Linked DNA regions of Mus musculus: region 1 is linked to region 2. Evidence: chromatin contacts called from public capture Hi-C data. All regions are on one chromosome and are shown on one strand. The core of a region is the stretch at or near the end of the contact, and the rest is flanking DNA. Distances in the headings are between cores, read along the strand shown. Region 1 overlaps Gm42089 (a long non-coding RNA gene). Region 2 overlaps Pctp (phosphatidylcholine transfer protein).

The links. Capture Hi-C pulls out chosen DNA fragments and counts their contacts.
Region 1: a capture Hi-C map of bone marrow-derived macrophages shows a contact between it and region 2, with 8 times the contacts expected there. The contact joins two enhancer-like sites. A contact is called at or near these places in 3 of 484 Hi-C or Micro-C datasets (the C10 cell line and bone marrow-derived macrophages), 3 of 115 datasets of contacts at active chromatin or transcription factors (bone marrow-derived macrophages and microglia) and 1 of 9 other capture datasets (bone marrow-derived macrophages).

What each region holds. Positions count from the first base shown.
Region 1 is chr11:90,219,104-90,221,918 of GRCm38.p6, reverse strand. The region is part of intron 1 of Gm42089 (a long non-coding RNA gene); the gene reads left to right. Among named protein-coding and RNA genes, the nearest start is that of Gm42089, 5.1 kb to the left of the region's middle. Within about 2 kb of position 1,453, at least 35 of the 459 cell types and tissues checked have an H3K27ac peak or open chromatin away from gene starts, as enhancers often do. A contact at or near this core is called in bone marrow-derived macrophages, where this site is marked.
Region 2 is chr11:89,984,544-89,987,405 of GRCm38.p6, reverse strand. It overlaps Pctp (phosphatidylcholine transfer protein), which reads left to right. Exons shown (of 6, transcript NM_008796.3): 4 at 39-210; 5 at 1,246-1,313; 6 at 2,650-2,862. The coding sequence ends at 2,715. Among named protein-coding and RNA genes, the nearest start is that of Pctp, 17 kb to the left of the region's middle. Within about 2 kb of position 1,430, at least 71 of the 459 cell types and tissues checked have an H3K27ac peak or open chromatin away from gene starts, as enhancers often do. A contact at or near this core is called in bone marrow-derived macrophages, where this site is marked.

The sequences.
Region 1 (2,815 bases), core at 204-2,703, 230 kb before region 2:
TTTTCAAGTTCAGCACCTTGCATACACTCAGCCTTTCTGTAATTACTGATCCTCATGAGTCTGTGAAATAGACATTATAATCCCCCTTTAAAGGTATGGAGGCAAGAGATAGCCCTCGGTAGATATCTGCTGAGACACTGGGACTTTTAATCTTCTTTTCAACTTCAGCCTCTTCTTTCACTGGAATGTGTATGATCACCTTGTAGTTTTCATGATGGGTCCAATCAGAGAGCTATCTTTTGCCTCCATACCTTTAAAGGGGGGATTATAATGTTTATTTCACAGAGTTATGACGACAGGGTAATTACAGAAAGGCTGAATATATGCAAAGGGCTCAACTATAAAAGTTCAAATATTGCTCTGAAGGCTTAAGGAAGGGAATGTGATTTTGAAGGCAAGATAATTCTCTTCCTCTTCCCTGTTTTTTTTTTTTTCTCTGATTTCTTTGTTATGATCTCTGCAATGCATACCCTAGCCCTGACAATGATGTATGGAAGGGATTTTTTTCTGTAGATCAGTAGGAGAGTTTGGGGATCTGGGTAGAGGAGAGAAACAGATATCCAGTTTCCATATGTTGCTGGGTCAAAGAATCTTTGTTAGCCAAAAGATCTACTTTTTCCAAAACAGCAATAGAGCTTAGAGCAAAGATAGAGATCTTTGAAACTTGATTCTCCTGGTTGCAAAAGCCTCAAGTGTTCAGATCTGGGCCACTGGGACTGGAAAATGAAGATTCTTATCTCCTTTCGATCCCTTTCTTCTTTCCAGAGCAGATGCTTCCTTCCAAATTCAGTAGGGCAGAGCGAAAGGCTGTATTTCCCCCCATAACTTAAAAGAAGTATCTCAAAGGCTCTTGAGGACAAAGAATCTATTTAATCTTTAACTCTTCCTGCAGAAGCCAAGTAGCACAGGGCGTCTAGAAACATCTTCTGAGCCCTTCTCTTTGGGAAGAGAATGCAGAGTCAGCTGGAGGAAACTGCCTAGCCAGGGTTGTAAAAAAAAAAAAAAAAAAAAGAGGTTAGTGTGGAGTAGGGACTGAACACTTTGCCTCTAGCTGGGAGCCTTTTGTTGCTTTTAAAGCCAGCTGATGTCCAGCTGACTTTCCAAACTGAGTTGTAAGGAAAACCACTGAGATACCCTTATTAAAAGGATTTCCAGAAGTTTCCATTGGGAGCCCCACTCATTACAAAGTTCTAAACGGGGTACAACCAAGAAAAGGGGAAGGGAATAAAATCAGACTACCTGGGGACCTCGGAGAGAAGAAGAAAGAAAATTGAAAATAGTCTGAGGGGTTACTTAGGGTAAGGCTTTAACTGGTACATGCATCCTCTGTCACCTAAAAGGTACAGCTGCATCCTAGTGCTTAGAAAATGTCAGTGTTACTCTGTGTAGAGGCAGATTGAGGGACACGATGCTTCCAATAGCAAATGATATGATTCATCGAAGCACTGATGACGGGAGCTGACTGTAGGTGATCCAGATGGACTCTGATGCAATCCCAGTGGTTAGAGCAGAGAGGCAGGAGAGGCTAAGGAGAGAACAGGAGGGGCCTGGGGGAAGGGGCAGCAAGCTCAGAGAGGTTACAAGTAAATTGAGGTGGCCCCCAAATGAGAAACCCCTAAAGCTATCAACACTCGGAAGAAACTAGAGCCTTTGGAGAGATTGTGACTCTATCAGCTCCGTCTGCATGGATGTCAGGATTGACAGCTGGGTAAAATTAGAGCCTCGCTCAACTCCTTCCTCTTTTCTCTTGCAGAAAGGACCCTAGAAACTGATGTTATCCATGCAGCTGTTGCCAGATGCAGAAGTTACTTTCTAAGGAATCTGGCATTGAGCATTTAGTAAGAATTTTTGTAACAGTCCTATTCAGTAAGATGGTTTTGCAGAGGTTCTCAACCCATGGTTGAGACCCCTTTGGGGATTGGATACCCTTGCACGGGGATTGTCTAAGACCATCAGAAAATAAAGATATTTACATTTTGATCCATTACAGTAGCAAAATTACAGCTATGAAGTAGCACTGAAAATAATTTTGTGGTTGGACAGGCATCCCCCAACGTGAGGGACTGTATTAAAGGGTTGTAGCATTCAGAAGGTTGAAAGCCACTGGTTTAGGGGGTAGGGAGATAGCTTAGACATTAATAGAGCTTGTATTGCTCTTTCAGAGGACCTGACTTTGGAACTTAGCACTCATGTTACATGGCTAACAACAACCTGTAACTGCAGCTCCAGGAAATCTGATGCCTTCTGAATTCCTTCATTCTTGCACACATATGTGTGAACTCGACCCGCACGTAGAAACTTCACACACACACACACACACACACACACACACACACACACACAGACACACACACGATTAGTAGAGATCCTCAGAAGAAAGGGAGAAGAGACAGGGAGGTTAATGTTAATGAAGCTTCCTTTTCAGGAACTGAAGTCTCTGAAACTGAATCCAAAGAAATGTTTCATCTTTTCAATCCTGACCCCCCCCCCGCCCCCAAGTAACGGTTACAGTGATGGACAACTGACTAGCAAGAATTGAATCTCAAAGTTTCACAATCTACTCTGTGGTAACTGAGTTTCTATACTATATAATTACCAACTGCTGTCTCTCTGCTGTGAAAAGGTACCGTAATTCACGTGATCCATCTATACGTGTGACTATAAGGTAACTTCTAGTCATTCATTACTGGAACAAACCCTGCAATAGATTGCTTGGAGGAATATCTCGTGAATGCTCTTTGGAATAAGTTGCTAAATGAAGACATGATCAGTCAAAAGCTGTGACCTTTGGAAAGTGTTTTGATACTGAGTTCTA
Region 2 (2,862 bases), core at 181-2,680:
GCTCTTTCGCTGGCATCATGCCTTGACTGGCTATGCAGTACGTCTACACCCGCCAGCGCCGAGACCTGGATGTGGACGGGAGGAAGATCTACGTGGTCCTGGCCCAGAGTATCTCGGCACCTCAGTTTCCCGAGAAGTCTGGGGTCATCCGAGTGAAACAGTACAAACAGAGCCTGGCGATCGAGAGTGACGGCAAGAAGGGGAGCAGAGGTAAAGCTTTCGGGGCAGGGCAGCAGCTAAGCCAGTGCCATTTGAGTAGGAGGCAGCTTAGGCAAAAGCTTATCCAGTGAATGTAACCATGGCCCGGGAACAAAGGAGACGTGAGGTGGCCATGTGGGAGTGTTTGGATCCACATCAGAGATTGGCTAGGCCTCAGTGTAGATGTTCCAGTCTGATGCGGTGCACTCTTCTGCTTGTTAACATTTATTTATTTTATTCTTACATGTTCATTAGTGTGTTTTGCCCACATGCGTTTCTTGCCTGATGTTTGTGGAGATCAGAAGACGGCATCATATCTCCTGGGACTAGAGTTACAGGTGGTTGTCAGCCACTACGTGGGTGCTGGGAATTGAACCAGGATCCTCCTTAAGAGCAATACAGGCTCTTAAAAGCTGAGGCAACTCTCCAGCCCCACCCACCACCCATTCATTCTTTGTTGTCCAAATGAAATCAGAACATTGAAACCCTTGAGTTTAGAAAGAGTTGCTTCCGGCTTACCCTGTAGCTATAGGGACCGAGCCTAGACAGGGCTAGGGGATTGGCAGGTGTGGATTGGAGGATCCAGCCCTTCACACACACAAGGCCAGAGACTTAAGAACATCGAGTTCCAGTCTCCAAGAAGGAAAACGGGGCAACCGCATCTGCCATACCGGCATGAATGTGGCCCACAAAATCCGAACCCTAAGTCTGCTGCTTGTTAGGTCTGTCTTCTCATTTTTCTGAGCTTTATTTCCTCGTGTATGCTAACCGTCAGTTCCTTGGGGCTGTTTGGATAACGATGATGTGCAAACGTCTAGCGTTCATCAGGTGTCTAAGAAAGCACAGCCAAGTGTTTCCCTGGCTGCATTTTCAACAGTACTCCTGTGTCAGTAGCCGCAAGGCAGGTCGGGGCATTTCACGTGCTCCTTCCTCTGCGCTGTCTGGGTCCCAGTCGGAAGACGGCTTTGCGGAGCTTTGTTATTGTATTTTTCTAGCCCCCGTGTCCCCCCCCCCACTCCTCCTGAATTGTCTTCTCTTCTCTTTTAGTTTTCATGTACTACTTTGATAACCCGGGTGGCCAAATTCCGTCCTGGCTCATTAACTGGGCAGCCAAGGTGAGATCCCAGGAGTTAGGCAGTGGGGAGTGTGCATTTGACAAATGTTGACTTAGCCTGTGGGTTGTCACAAGATGCATTGTCCCAGGGTAACGAGAGTCTTTTATGAAGAGCTCGGTTGAGTGACTTGGTGATTATTGGAGTGGCCAACACCCAGGATGGAGGCTGAGACATAGGACAAAGACTCTGTTAGCCAAGAATGTCAGCCCTTCCCTGCTGGTAGCCACGGACCCTCCATGATTACTCGCTGGAACTTCCAGACGTAAGGCTGCCCCTTACAGGGACTCCAGTGTTTTCAGTATCTGCTTATGAGACAGTCAGACCTTGCTTAGAGACAAGCAGACCCTCCCTGGCTCAGAGGAAACCTCTAGTTCGGTTGTCTTTGCTGTTTTTCAGTCTCTCGGGCCAAGTTACAGTGGTAGTGACTCAGATCACTATAGGCTGCCACTCCTAGGGTCCTGCATCACTGTGACAATTCAGCAGGCTTTGTGCAGGTCCTGTGGTGAACTCCAGTGGCTCATGGGAAAGTAAGAATGCCTATAGGTGTCAGAGGCAAACAGATGCAATTCTGAACCTGGGCTCTGTTACTGACTGTTTTCTGTTAGTCAGGGAAGTCCAACTTCCTTTTTTTTTTTTTTTTCAAAAACTGAAGATGAATAATGCCCCCTGCATGGAGATGAAGTCAGTGAAACAGCATTTTTGCAAAGTCATGCACAGTGCTTGACACTGTACAACATATCCCATCCCCTAACCACAAACACTATTTTTTTTAAAACAGTAAGACAAGCCCTTCCACTTCTTTAAGGAAGTATCCAGCAATCTAATTCCGACTCTTGATTTACTTTGTTCCAGTCTTTTGTTTTGTTTTAATTTTTTCTTTCCTTTTTAAAAAAATATTTTTAAGAAATTATATGCATATGTGGATGGGGATGTGTGCATATGTGTCTGGAGGGTCCAGTTGGCCCTGGAGCTGGAGTGACAGGTGGCTGTGAGCTATCTGACATAGGTGCTGGGACCTGACCTCAGATTCATCACAGGAAAAGCATGTGCTTTTAGGCTGAGCCCTAGTCCTAGCCTCCCTTCCTTTTTAATTAATAATAATTTCAAAAGGAGCTCTGTAGTTTTTATTAGCAGAAGTCAACTCGAAGGCCCTGTCTTTCAAGCCTTTCAAGTCTGTCTGCTCTGGGTCTTGCCTTCTGCCGTTTTCTGTGACAGCGTCATGTTGAAATTGGATCAGGGGCCCCATTGTCTTTGATTACCCCCCAAACCCATTGTTTTTCTCTGCCACACTCCAGAGAATGAAGGATACATAGAAACATAGTCTTTTCTTTTGCAGAATGGAGTTCCAAACTTTTTGAAGGACATGGTGAAAGCGTGTCAGAACTACCACAAGAAAACCTAAGGAGGGGACTGGGACTCCGTCATCCATGAAGGACATCTCTGGCTGTGCTACACCACCTGAGGCTCGCCCTTCCATTCATACTTCCCATCTTCAAAGCGCTACTCATTCCCAAGCAACCTTGCCTCTGGCCAGCTCCATCGGCTCCAT